Regions from separate parts of the Lactuca sativa genome. Here region 2 is linked to region 1. A link is a contact called in public Hi-C data. All regions are on one chromosome and are shown on one strand. The core of a region is the stretch at or near the end of the contact, and the rest is flanking DNA. Distances in the headings are between cores, read along the strand shown.

Region 1 (6,646 bases), core at 3,826-6,325:
ATAACAAGAAACTCAACCAAGATAAAGTGAAAGGAGAAAATGGTCATACTAGTTCATTAAATTCTTACAAGCTTCCATCAACTAAAAAGGCAAAGATTGCAGTTGTGGGAAGTGGTCCATCTGGTTTGTTTGCTGCTCTTGTACTTGCAGAGTTTGGTGTTGATGTGACTTTAATAGAAAGAGGGCAGCCTGTCGAGAAACGTGGGCGTGATATTGGTGCTTTGGTTGTTAGGCGAATACTGCAAACCGAAAGCAACTTTTGTTTTGGCGAGGTTGCATTTTACATCTTATTACTCATTCATTTTCATACTGTTTCTTTTTGACTTAATGGACTTAATCTGGTAAGTTATACCTGGGTGTTTCTTTTTAACTTAATACAGAAAGAACGAATTCAAAGGAGAAAGTAAGGGAAATGAGGCCTTCTTTGTTAAGGCTATGTTTGGCGTACTAGTTGAGAAGCTAGCTGATAGCTGAAAAACTAGTTATATGAAAAGCTAGCTGATAAAATTTGACGTTTGGTAAAACTAGCTGAAAGATATTAAATGACATAAAAGGACATTTAAAAGAATATGTTTTCTATAATTAATTAAGGGGTATATTTGGAAAATTTTAAATAAAGCTCCTAAAAAGCTAGTCTATGTCGCTTTTTAAAAAGCTAGCTTATAAGCTACTTTTTGGCTTGCCAAACATGACAACTTAAAAAAACTTGAAAAATAAGCTAGCTTATCAGCTAGCTATGGCACGCCAAACACAGCCTAAGTCCTAACCTTTTTTTAAACCTTTCCCTCAATTACCTTTTCTTTTAAAATGTGCTATCATTTTCTCAAATATTATTTAAACATCATTTATCCGGACAAAAAAGTTGTTATTTATCATGGACTTATGGTTGACAGGGTGGTGCAGGTACTTGGAGTGATGGAAAGTTGGTGACTAGAATTGGGAGGAACAGTGGAAGTGTTTTGTCTGTGAGTCTACTTTCTCCATTCTAGGCAACACATTTGCATATATTTATTCATAATAGCAACATACATAAATTTCTTTACTGATAATATTAATAGCAATATGTAATGTAACACTCGTAAGCATTTTTTTTTTCCTCAAAAACTCAGGTTATGAAAACCTTAGTTCGGTTTGGAGCTCCAGAAAGCATCCTGGTTGATGGAAAGCCCCATTTAGGAACCGATAGACTCATACCACTTCTCCGTAACTTTCGACAACATTTACAAGATTTGGGGGTGAGTTACATGTCTTAATTGATTAGGAGGGCATTTTCGTCTTTTGCACAAAGAGCAAAATAATTGCAATATTTTGTCTCATTAATATCTGTCAGTGTCAGTGTCACTTCTCTGTCACTGTCACTGTCTATGTCAATGTCACTACTGTCTCTGACTCTCTGTAACTGTCACTGTCACTGTGAAATAATACAATTAATTGAATTTTGTTATTTGCGAAGGTTAATATAAGGTTTGGAAGTAGGGTGGATGATCTGATTGTAGAAAATGGTCATGTTGTTGGAGTGAATGTATCTGATTCAAGTGGGAGATTAGGGTTTAGTAGTGAGAAGCTGGGATTTGATGCAGTTGTTCTTGCAGTTGGGCATTCTGCACGTGATGTATACCAAATGCTTCTTTCTCATAATACGGAATTGGTCCCTAAAGATTTTGCTGTATGTTCCAATTAAACCTTGCATAATACATTTATATTGTGTGAGATAAACTTTTTTTTAATAATATATTTTGGACTTGTGTTATCAACAGGTTGGTTTGCGGATTGAGCATCCACAAGAATCGATAAACATCATTCAGGTTGGAAATATTTTGTGCCAAATTTACTACTTTCTCCCTCCATCTGATGAAACTTGCAATGCATCAAAATAAACAATCATAAAATTTCCATTTAAAGATTGTTTTGACAACTAGTTCTTTTAATATTTATCAAGTATCTAGACTCCTATTCAATCAAGACAAAATAACAAGGCTAACTTATTGTAATTTTTATGTGACAAAGGGAGGAAAATGATGTTTTTAAGTGGCATATCTATAGTTTTTCTAATTTTTTTTAATCTTTTAAACATATAGTACTCAAAATTGGCCAATGAGGTTCGAAGTGGACGTGGGAAAATACCAGTTGCAGATTACAAGGTTGTTGAATATGTCAAAAGAGAAGATAATAACGATACACCACAAAGGAGTTGTTATTCTTTCTGCATGTGCCCTGGTGGACAGGTAAAATAAAAACATGAATCTTAGGTTGTGTTTGGTTTGTGGATTCCTCCAGAATTGGAATGTGAGATTCCAGTCCTTGAGGTGTTTGGTTGGTAAATGATCAGAATTGAATTCCATTCTCCTTTTACCAGAGAAACAAAAACCTCCTTACAAACTCTTCTAACCAAATGCGTGACACATTTCAATTCCTTCAGATTCCAATTCCTTTGACTGATTCCATTCCATTGACGGATTCCATTCCTTCCAAAACATCTACAGGTGGTTGTAACGAGCATAGACGCATCAGAACTTTGTATAAATGGCATGTCATTTTCTCGAAGAGCATCTAAATGGGCTAATGCTGCACTTGCTGTCACTGTTTCACCAAAGGATTTTAATGATCTTGGTTTTCATGGACCTCTTGCAGGTGTTGACTTTCAGGTACTTCTTTCCATCATCAACATTCATACGCTCTATTACTTTTTCATTTACAAAATCATACAAACTTTTCTCCTTAAAAAACGCGTTTGTATTTTCTCAGAGGGAATTCGAACAAAGAGCAGCTATTATGGGAGGTGGAAATTTCGTTGTCCCTGTGCAAAACGTTAAAGATTTCATGGATAATAAATTGTCTGGTAAAATTTTGATTTGATTCATGTCCTTAAGCCCCAGTGTATTACACTGCAGTCTGAGCAGACTATTGTTGATGTGACAAAAGTTGCAATTTTTTGTTTTATCCAAAAAAGTAGAACAGAGTGGGACAGGGATAGCAAAAGACATAAATGCCCTCCCTCAATTAACGGGTTTTTTTGTTGTGTCAGCAAGTAATATACCATCTTCAAGTTACCGATTAGGGGTGAAGGCAGCAAATCTGCATGAGTTGTTTCCTGTTCATATAACAGAGGCATTACAGCATTCAATCATGGCGTTTGACCAAGAGGTTTTTTACTTTGACTTTGCACAATCTTCAAAAAATCCATGAGTTTGAATGTAAATAATGTTTCTTGTTGTATTCAGTTACCAGGATTCATTTCCAATGATGCCCTTCTTCATGGAGTAGAGGTAATATTACTAGTTTCCTCCAAAAATAATGAATTAACAAAAACATGTTCTCCCCTCTAAGTCTTTACTTTTTACAAATTTGGCCCCTCATTGCAGACTAGAACTAGCTCTCCTGTCCAGATTCCTAGAAATCCAGACACTTTCGAGAGCATGTCATTGAGGGGATTATATCCAGTGGGAGAAGGTGCAGGGTATGCAGGTGGGATCGTGAGTGCAGCCGTTGATGGGATGTATGCTGGTTTTGCTTTGGCAAAAAGTCTAGATCTTTACAAAGCTGATGACATTGAATCACTTTTTGGAAGGACTCAAAGTTCTGGATTCAATAAATATTAAACGTAACATACAAAATAGAATTTTATTTGAATAGTCCACAAATTTTGATCCTTTAGAAATACGTTATCTATGTAACATGAGGTAAGAAATCAAATTCGTTGCATAATCTGATAAAAAGACTTGACTATACATTTCGTTATATTATGATTAAAATAAAAATATTGTACAACTTCTAGGTTAGTTGAAGGCCTATAAGTGGAATGAAAAGATGGGACTTGTGGTTGTCAATGGTACTACTAGTGATGCAGTTGGTACAATTGAATTTTTTTAAGTGGACTAAAATTATTAAAATTATCGATTTGTAGGTATTTGCACATGATCTCTCATGATTTTAGCCTCCAAACATGCTTTATGTTCAAGTTTGGAGATGTTTTGTCCTTTTCACATTCAAGTGTTTTAGTTCCATTTCATGCACTTTTCTTTTATTATATTAAATTATGAATTTGAATGATTGGTAATCATAAAGTAATCGGAAACTTTGATACTAAAAATATTTTATTACCGGTCATTCACAAAGACAAAATGATGGAAACTTGTAGAGCAAAATATGTTTTATAAAATTATTCATTATTTTTAATTGGCAAAAAAGTGTTTTTAGAATTTTAGACTATTAGTTACCTGTTTCCTATTTATGTGGCTTAATATATTTTTTTAATCTATTCTGAAAAACAGTTGGACAAGTTCCATGGCTATTATTTATTGACGAGCGTGAAAAATTAGTTGTAAACAATTCAACATTTTGGTAGGAAGCAATGGAGGAGAATTTTGTGTAGATGACACGTGGCATGTCATGAAGACTTAGATGCTTCAATTTTACATCATGGTGGTTGTTATTGTGAAAAGTTAAAGGCATTTAATGATTGCAGTTAAGATTTATATAACTGATATAAGTAATATTGTGTTACATAGCATGTGCTAAAGTTGAATTTTTGTGTGGTTTAAAACTTTATACTAATTATCTTTTGTATACCGGGTTATGGACTTATGGTATGGCTTTCTTCCTCTACTTCGTAAGTAAAGTTTTGTTTGAATTTTGAAATAAAATATTACACCCTTTCAGTTTTTGTCAAAAAAAAGAAAAATTGAAAATTATTGTTGTTTGTTTTGAAGTATCTAAAATCCAAATGATATTCAACATGTAAAATTTACATTTATACACCTCGAGTTTTGATCATCAACAAACGAGTTCAACTTGTATGTTGAAAGTGTATGTATGTATATTTGGCAACGAGCTTTCGCCTATTTAGATTTTACGAAAAATATCAAACTAAAGAAAACATTTCATTTAGGAGTAAAAGTCTAAAACTTTTATTTTAAACAAAAATTTATAATCTAAAAGTTATTTCAAATAAGTTTTGAAAATCTATCGTATTAAAACAAAGAAATTTGTTTAATATCTAGATGACATTGATATAATTTATTGTATTTTATAAACTCCAGTTTGGTCAAAATCTATATACTGGATTTTGCAAATAAACATAAAAAAATGTTACAAATTTGACCATAAGAAGTGCACGAATATGGATCCGATCCGATTTCAATGACATAATCATAAATCCTATCCGGATCCACCAAAATTCAATCCGGGTTGAGGTGGGTTTGACCGGATGATGGATTTGGATCCGCACTTTGGCAAATTTTATATCAAATCTAAATTTGTCTCTAGAATATGATCCGGTTATAATCTAGTGGATCGGATAATCCAATCCAATTTAGTCAAAAATCCGGTTTCCAGATTAGATCAAATCCAAATCGGATATCCATTGTTTATATATGTATACTTATTTGCATAAAATATACAAAGATTTTTACTATATTTATCGTAATATTTTTTTTACCGGATGAAAAGTCAAAAACATCTAATTTATTTCTCTTGGTTTAGATTTGTAAAGAATATTTATGTCTTCTGAAATACGGATCAAAATGTTAAATAACCTAAATATAAACAATGAAAATCCAAGTTTGTATACGGTTTATAATTAATCCGGTTCCGAATCAAACCGATTCTCAATATCGGGTTTGCTTTCCACTTCATCCGCAATGAACAGTTGAACACCCCTAATTTATCTTAAGCATAAAAAAGATTATTCCTTGGATTAAAGTTGATCTCTCGTGGCGCCAAAACATACTTTTCCACCTCCTTCAACAACGTCTCCCTGTTCAAATCCTCAGTTTTAACCAATCAAAACTTCAGGATTTAACTCTTCATATACCTCTCCTCAACTCTCCGATCGATCAAATCACCTTTCATGATTTCATCACCATAACTGATCGCTGCTCAGATCACTTTTTCTGGTCTCTTTCTGCGTAAGTTTGCATGAATACTGTGTAAATTTCAAATTACTATTATAATTTATAAACTGTTAGGATTGTTAGATTCTTATATTTCAATCTCAATATTTAAAAAAACTACTGCTGTGTTTAACTTTTGTGATCAAACTTATTGTCATTAATGATCAATTGAGATTCGCCGTTTTTAATTAGTTTGATTTAATAGTTTTCTAATCTAGGGTTTATGCTAGCATTAATATGTGTAAAAAAAGAAGAAGACAATAGATCCACTTTAAAGTGGAGATCTTATTTCCGTGATGGTATTAAAATAATAATTTTCAGAACAATGTGTTTTCCACCGATTCTGAGAATTCGGCACTGTTCCACAAATCAGGGACATGATCTGCAAAATCCAGACATTATATCATGTAGTGCTCATAACTTCATATAAAATGTTACTCTTGTACTACAAAATTATGAGGTTTTAATTTTTTTTTTTATCATATCAGGTTTTTACATCGATAATCGTACCTCAGTCTCGAAATTTGCAAATTCGATGAGTAAAATAGCTTTTTTATCAATCTACTCATCAAATACTATATTTCGTTTCATCAATTAATAAGTAAATCCAAAATGGAAAATGAGATTTCAGGAGTTTTCATGGTATTAAAAATATTTTCCGATCTGAGGTTCAGACATGCCTTACATGGATTTATGACATTATTCGATCCTTCTTGTTTATATGTATTATAAATATATGTTTGTCTTGGTGAGCT
Region 2 (7,144 bases), core at 4,433-6,932, 130 kb before region 1:
TTATCGGTATCTAGTTTAAGAAATGTAAATAAACTTATATTGATGGATTTAATATTATTAAATTGTTTTTTTGCTCCAAATTAATTTTATTAACTTTCCTTAATTCAAGTCTTCAAAAATTTCGCAAGTATTAATGGTTTTGTTATGCATAATTGATTTGTATAAAAAACTTTGTATCTTGTACCTCTTAAAATTTAAGATATGACTAATATGCTTTATATATTTATATATAGTATAAGATATAAGATAATAGTTATTAATTATAATCAAACAAATAATTTATTTGGTTATAATTTATAACAATACACATTATAAATATAAAATTATTACAACAAAAATAAAATTGCAAATATATTTGTATAAAGTTAGTAAGTTGAAAGGTATTTTTGACGATATATAGTTTATGAACAAAAAAATATATCTTTTGATGTATGGAATTGTGTAAAAAATAAATTAGTGTTCGAATTAAAACATTATTTGCACCATTTGTAAACCATGTTGGTATAAAAATATGAAGTTGGATTGAAGATGGTGTTAACGCTCGTTTAGATTTTTGGAGTTGACCCTCATTTAGATTTTAGTTGTCTTTGCCAACTTCACTTGTAAAAAAATTGAAACACATCATAATACTCTATTTCAGTGATTTACCACAACATACATCTTAAAAGCAACTTAAATGTCAATAGCATCAAAAAGTGTTGGACTGTTGGTAACTGTCACTTTTGTTCTTCAAACTTCTCGTTACCCTTAACTTTCACTTTTGTTCATGTTACAAGGCTTAATTTTTTTTTAAACCAAAATTACACAAAAATTCTACATTCAAAAATAAAAGCTAAAGTGTATATTCTTGAATTGATGGAACTAAAATAAAAGTAATTCATCAACCAGGTAAACGATTTCTTGAAAGCTTAAACTTCCAGGCTAAAATGCGTCAAAGGTACACCCAAAACCAATCATAAGAAAACAATTGAGATTTCAATAAAATACAACAGTTCCTTTTATGAACTTTCAAGTCTCAACAATAATCAAATTTAACTCGAAAGTCACAAAAAACTAAAACAAAAAACAAAAAATTAAGAAAAACTCAAAATTCATGGCAACATTCGTCCACCTTTTTTGTTTCCAAACACATAACAACTATGCCTATCATAACCCCTCAACAAAAACATCATCGATTATACAGACTCACCTGTCATGTCATGTGATTTCATTTCACACACCTAGAACAGCCTCTCACACGCCGCCACATCAGCCGCCTGTGCCTCCAAAATCCCACTTCCAACAACCCGTTTCACACCCATGAAAACCGCCTTCTGAAAAAAGTCATCCTCCATACACTTCAAAACATCCCCCACCACCTTGAAATCCAACCCACCAGACACCACCAAAAGCCCCATCATCTGACCAAAACTGTCAGGTGCTTTTGGCAAATCAATCGCGATGTCATCCAGCAACGAGCCGTATGCGGTGCACCCAGCGGTCAAGTCGGCTCGAGTCAGAACCTTTTTGGAAACAAGATGGTCCAGCAGCTTCACCAACGGTTCCACACACGGTGCGCTTTTCTCCAATGCTAACGAAACCGCTTCCTTCACAAACTCAGGGTAATATTCCGGTGCTTTGAGCTCCTCCACACACTGTAAAGCCTCATCAAGCATCCGCACACTAAAATATTCCTCCAGAAGCGAAACCGTTTTCCTCCTCAGCTCATCAGGATTCTTCACCTTCACCGGAGCAGCTGCAACCGGAGACGGAGCCGGAGCCGGAGCCGGAACAGGTTTCGCCGGAGATACAGGGACAGGAGTAGCACCACCACCACCACCGCCACTTCCCTGCAACAGGGCGCTTGATTTGCCGCTAATGAAACCGCCGGAGCCTTGTGGGAGAAATCTTTGAGTTGGTGATGGTGTTTTGTTGAGTAAAGGTTGTTGTTGAGCACCGCCTCTAGGCATGTTGCGGGACCTCTGAACCTCCCAGTTATCGTTTTCTAAACCGGGTGTCCCGGGCATCATGCGGGGCCCAGGGGACATCCCGGGTGTTCCGGGCATTAAGCCACCTGCCCCCGGGCGGTTGAAACCACCGCCACCGCCACCGCCTTGTGCTCCGGCAGCCAACGCGCGGCTGTTTCGGATACTCGCGGTTGAACCAGGGCGGAGTCGCATGTTCTTCTCCGCTTCCGTGTGAATCTCAGTTATAGTCTTGGCTTTCACCTTAAGAACAAGATCCAACATTAATGATCTATTTGTACAGATGGAATGGAATGGAAGAATGGAATGGAATGGGTGATTACCTCTTCGCGCCTTGGAATCCAGTTGTTTGATCTGAGATCGATGACATCACGAACCATGAACCTCATTCGTGGAGCTAGTTGTTGGTTTGTTGTGAGCTCTTTGAGTCGGTTGAAATAAAGATCATTAATACGCCTTGATTTAAGGCTCTCGTCTAGTTGTTTGCCAATGGTGTTAAAGAATTGGCATATTGCTTCTACGTTTTCCTCCTCTGGACAAATTTTATTGTCTGATCCTAAAAGCTCCTGTCATGTCATGTCAAATTCACCATAATAAGAAAAATAGTGAAAGTAAAAAATTATAAAAAGAAAGAAATGGAAGTAGATGAAAAATGAAACCTGAACAATGTGATGCACGATCTTTTCAGGGACCATTTTCTGCTTCAAAAGCTCACCAATAAGTTTGATGTTTCCAAGTGTGCGAAGTTTAATCATTCGCTCTTTGTCTCTGCGTTCAGATTCTTGTTCAGGGGCAGACATCTGTCTTATTTCTGCCCTCAGTTTGTCAGCACCTTCAAATGCCTCTTGACAATTATTTAACAAAACACGTTTGAATGTAATCTCCTTTCCATCAGGTTCATCAGATGGAAATGGTGGAAGCTTTGTATTAAGATCTGAGCACAGTTGAGCATACATTGGGCAAAAAGTTGGCTCAAGAACAGCCTTATCAAATATCAACGAGATAACCCCCTAAAAATTCCATAAACAACCACCATATTATTATTAATTTGTTATGTAATATATATATATATATATATATATATATATATATATATATATATATATAATACATACAAACCTTGAGAATATCAGCTGTTGTGATTCCTGAGTCAATGAGTTGACCTTTGAGGAGGTCAAACTTTTCCGGAGTCAACTTGTTCAGAATACTGAAAATCAAAAGGTATAATGATAATTTGAATAAATGGATTATGATTTTTCAAGTAGAGTTTTTTTACTAGTTTACCCTTTTACAGTCTTCAAGACACGATCCTTATCAGAGAGAGTCCCCCTCCGAACTGACCAGGGCACCTCAGCTTTGACAAGAGCAGGAGCAGGACCCTGTTTAAAAAATAGCAATGTACTTTCAATCATTTGTTCATTAAACTACAATTTTGTAAAAGAAAGAAAGGAAAGTAGGATGCTATAACACGCAAAATGAATGAAACTGAGAAATCCATTGTCAATAATATATAACAATATAGAAGAAAGATTTAATTTACAAACTCACCCCTTGGTTAGGAGAGGCCTGTGATCTACCAAACTGTGAGTTGGAATCTTGCCTATTATATTGATTCCCATCAGACCTGCCACCAAAGTCTCGGTTTTCTCTACCGGAATCCCAAGACCGCTCCTCCACAGGAGGCGGTGCTCTTCCACGCCAGTCCCGGTTGTCAGGCTCAGAGTAGCGTGCCTGAGCAGGAACTGCCACCTGTAAATAAATAAAACATTCTTGGAAAATTAAAATTGATTTTCACAAATAAAAAACAATAGCACACTGGCTCTGGTTCACAGTGCCTACAATAGCACACTGGCTCTGGTTCACAGTGCCTACGGATGAGAAGGGCATTTGCACATATGAGAGTTTAAGAGTAAGTCTCTGTCCCACCTTTTTTAATAGGACAAAAAGTTACAGTTTTTGTCATATTGACATAAAGTCCATGTCACACCTTTTTTGATTAGACAAAAAAAATTAACCGTTTTTGTCCCATTGACATCGATGTGACAAAAAGTTGCAATTTTTGTCACTTTGACAATAGTCATTTTTTTGATAGGACAAAAAGTTGCAATTTTTGTTATATTGACATAAAGATGATATGAAATGTTTGGTGCTTACAGTTCCTTCAGATTTGGTCCAGTTTTGGGCCTCCCCAAAAAATTCAGTTTCCACTTCTTGTTTGACTTTAAGTATCTCCTCGGGTATATCTACAACCTACCACCAAATAAAAAACAGACTTAATGCGTATCAAAAACCAACATTAAATCGGTGTTAAGACAATTAGAAGACAAAAAAAGAAGCTTAAATGCAGTGTTTAATGCATTACCTCCCTGAGTTGTAACAGCTGATCTCTGGTGAAACGAACACGTTCACGAAGCTCGAATCGGGAATCATTGTTCTAAAATAAGACAAAAATTAATGAATTTAAAAGTTAATATTGAGGCTATTGAAAGAAAAAGATCAAAGAGTTATATGTACCAAATTGCCAATAGCAAACATATTAGTAAAAGAACTCTGTTACATTATATTGACAATCTTTAACTACCAAAAACTCATTAAGATATCCATGCTCAATACCCACTTGCCAAATTACTCAACATGTTGAGTGGAATTCTATAGAACTACGCTTGCTTCCATAGGAAATTATCAATTACTTGAGTAAAAGGAATGTCTGAAACTAATTATCAATTAGAGAGACTATGTAACAACCAAATAATTGTGGAGATACAGATATTATCTAATTCTGAAAAAAGAATGTGCCTGTAATGAATTCAAGGTAACTTCAAATGAAAATCATAAAAAGGGTAATGAGCATCGCATATGCGAACACAATTTCAGTGGGTTTCTCTATGGGAATCTAATTCTCATGTAGCTTACAGAATATATTGAATATCTTAAATTACTGTTTCCAAAAACCTTGGTCATAAGATTAAATCCTATTAAACGTAAATCATGGACATTCTTTCTCAGATCCCTGTTTGCCACAAACCACATATCAGAGGTCAATCAAAGAAAATCTTGAATCGATATGTTACACTTTCGGTTTGATTTAAACTAACATAAGTCGCTGCTCATGCATCGGAGATCGAAATATATACACAATATTCACGTATTAACAAAATAGACAATACATGAGACTGAGGACTAGATAAATATAAACAAAACAGATATCAACTAGATGAGGAAAAAAAATCAACTAAATACCCACAAAGATGAGGTTCAAAGAGATACAAAGCCCAGATCCAATTAGGGTTAAACCAAAGTAACAACCTTGAAGGCGGCAAGAGATGGAGCGCCAGCACCGCCATGAGGTCGAAGGGCAGGAAGATCAGAAGAACCGAAAGCCAACGAATCAAAGCGAGGGCCAGAAGTTCTTCCTCGATTTCCACCACCAGGTCTCAAGCTCAACGCCGTCTGATCAGCCTGCATACCTCGATTGTTTCTATCTTTTGCTCAAATCGAACAAAAAGCTTAAAGTTGAATCGGCGATTGACGAACACAGCTAAAGTAAGTAAAATCAAGATTCAAACAAATCTTGATATATATGAAAGATAGGGTTTTCTGTAGGGATAGATGGAGAAAAAGAGAGATTAGGGAAGGAGCTTTCTCTCTCCTGGAGGAAGTGAGAGAAAGAAAAAAGAGGAGAGAGAGAAACCCTTTAACTTGGTGGTGCGATACTGCGCATCGTATTTAGACTATTTTATACTCGAAAATTTCCCCCATTTTGTGTACTTTTTTGGTTTTGAAAGGATGATAATTGTATTTAATATGTTTATAACTCCTTCTTCTTCAAGTACAAAGGACACCTTCTAACTTTGTGAAATCGTTATCTTAGTCCCTATATTTATTTGTATTATTCACTCTTTATGTAGGGTTTTTAGTATGGATGCAAATTTGATTTGTATGTTCGTATACTAGTAGGGAGTCGATCTTAATAGGATTGGGCTTCTTTTTTTGATGAGTAACGGGATGGAGATTTTGTGATGATCCAACGTTGAAAGGCTTGTTTGGTTCGGATCAACCCATCATCATAGATAATCATGATAAATAGTAGAAAATATGTTGATCTCGATCTCTTTCCAAGTCCAATCCCCTGTCAATATGTATCCTTTATTTTGATCTATTTTCTGAATTATTAGTATTGTCCCCGTGCATTATTTCCTTTGTGAGGAAATACATTCCTCTTTAGGAGCATTATGATATGTAACTCAAATGGTCTTTTATGAAGTCTCTATTGTTTGGGGATTTGTTTTCATATATGAAATAGACACTAGGTGGTGATGGGTATGACACTATTTTCCTCCATAATTATTGTTTATATTTTTAAGATTTTTTGTTTTTTTTAAATACTAAATGGCTACCCCCCCCCCCCCCACACACACCCCCAAATGTTCCCCATAACCTATTGGGATTCTTCCCTTGTTAGGGTCGGTACAGGGATATGGATTGTATTCACCGTCAATTTCTCATCTCGTTTCCGTCCTTAGTTTTTATCACTCTCTTATGGATATAAAAGTAAAACATAATTAGGGTTGGTTTGTTAGATTATGTTAGGATCAAAATGATTTGTTAAACTACTTGGGATTAGATTTATACTAAAAAAATTATTTAACTAAATATGTTGATGTTTTCAAATTTGATATGTTAGAATAATGGGTTTACCATTGGTTATTCATTTTTTTCTTAATCTAACATGTAATATAAATGGGTTAAATATAGGTATTTCATTTAATCTCAAAGTTACATGATAAAAAAATAATTAAAATGTAAACTCAAATAAACATCTAATTGGATAATTGTCAAACAAAGGTTACTTATTCAATTATTCCACAATTTAAAAATGTTATATAAGGATTAACTTCATTATAAAAGAGTAACAAAACAATTAGATTAATTGTAATTGAATTTTATGTGTATGATGAGCTTTCAATTTATGTATTTATGAAGTTGGTTTTCATATTTTTTTGTAATTCTAATTCTAGAATTTTAGTAATTACTCTTGCATTTGATTTTATTCGTATCAATGAATTAATTCATATTCAAAAAAACTTGTTAAACTTTTACGTTATTGAAACCTCTCCCCTCCACAAACTATAATCGATTTAGGACCCACAAGTGGTCTTAAAATAGTTTCCATGTTTGTT

The links. Hi-C and Micro-C count contacts between places; a contact is called where the count stands out from the background.
Region 2: a Hi-C map of seed shows a contact between it and region 1, with 6 times the contacts expected there. The contact joins the promoter of LOC111878174 here to the promoter of LOC111878195 in region 1. A contact is called at or near these places in 2 of 4 Hi-C or Micro-C datasets (leaf and seed).

Annotation. Positions count from the first base shown.
Region 1 is chr5:222,672,506-222,679,151 of Lsat_Salinas_v11, reverse strand. LOC111878195 (QWRF motif-containing protein 4) reads left to right here and starts at 5,075. Exons shown (of 7, transcript XM_023874703.3): 1 at 5,075-5,906. It overlaps LOC111878173, which reads left to right. Exons shown (of 13, transcript XM_023874685.3): 3 at 1-272; 4 at 894-965; 5 at 1,110-1,235; 6 at 1,454-1,666; 7 at 1,758-1,805; 8 at 2,079-2,225; 9 at 2,484-2,645; 10 at 2,746-2,839; 11 at 3,026-3,144; 12 at 3,222-3,266; 13 at 3,363-3,728. The coding sequence ends at 3,599.
Region 2 is chr5:222,800,692-222,807,835 of Lsat_Salinas_v11, reverse strand. LOC111878174 (eukaryotic translation initiation factor) reads right to left here and starts at 5,682. Exons shown (of 9, transcript XM_023874686.3): 1 at 5,271-5,682; 2 at 4,327-4,398; 3 at 4,119-4,214; 4 at 3,513-3,713; 5 at 3,249-3,343; 6 at 3,084-3,171; 7 at 2,624-2,974; 8 at 2,288-2,530; 9 at 957-2,207. The coding sequence starts at 5,429. The coding sequence ends at 1,221.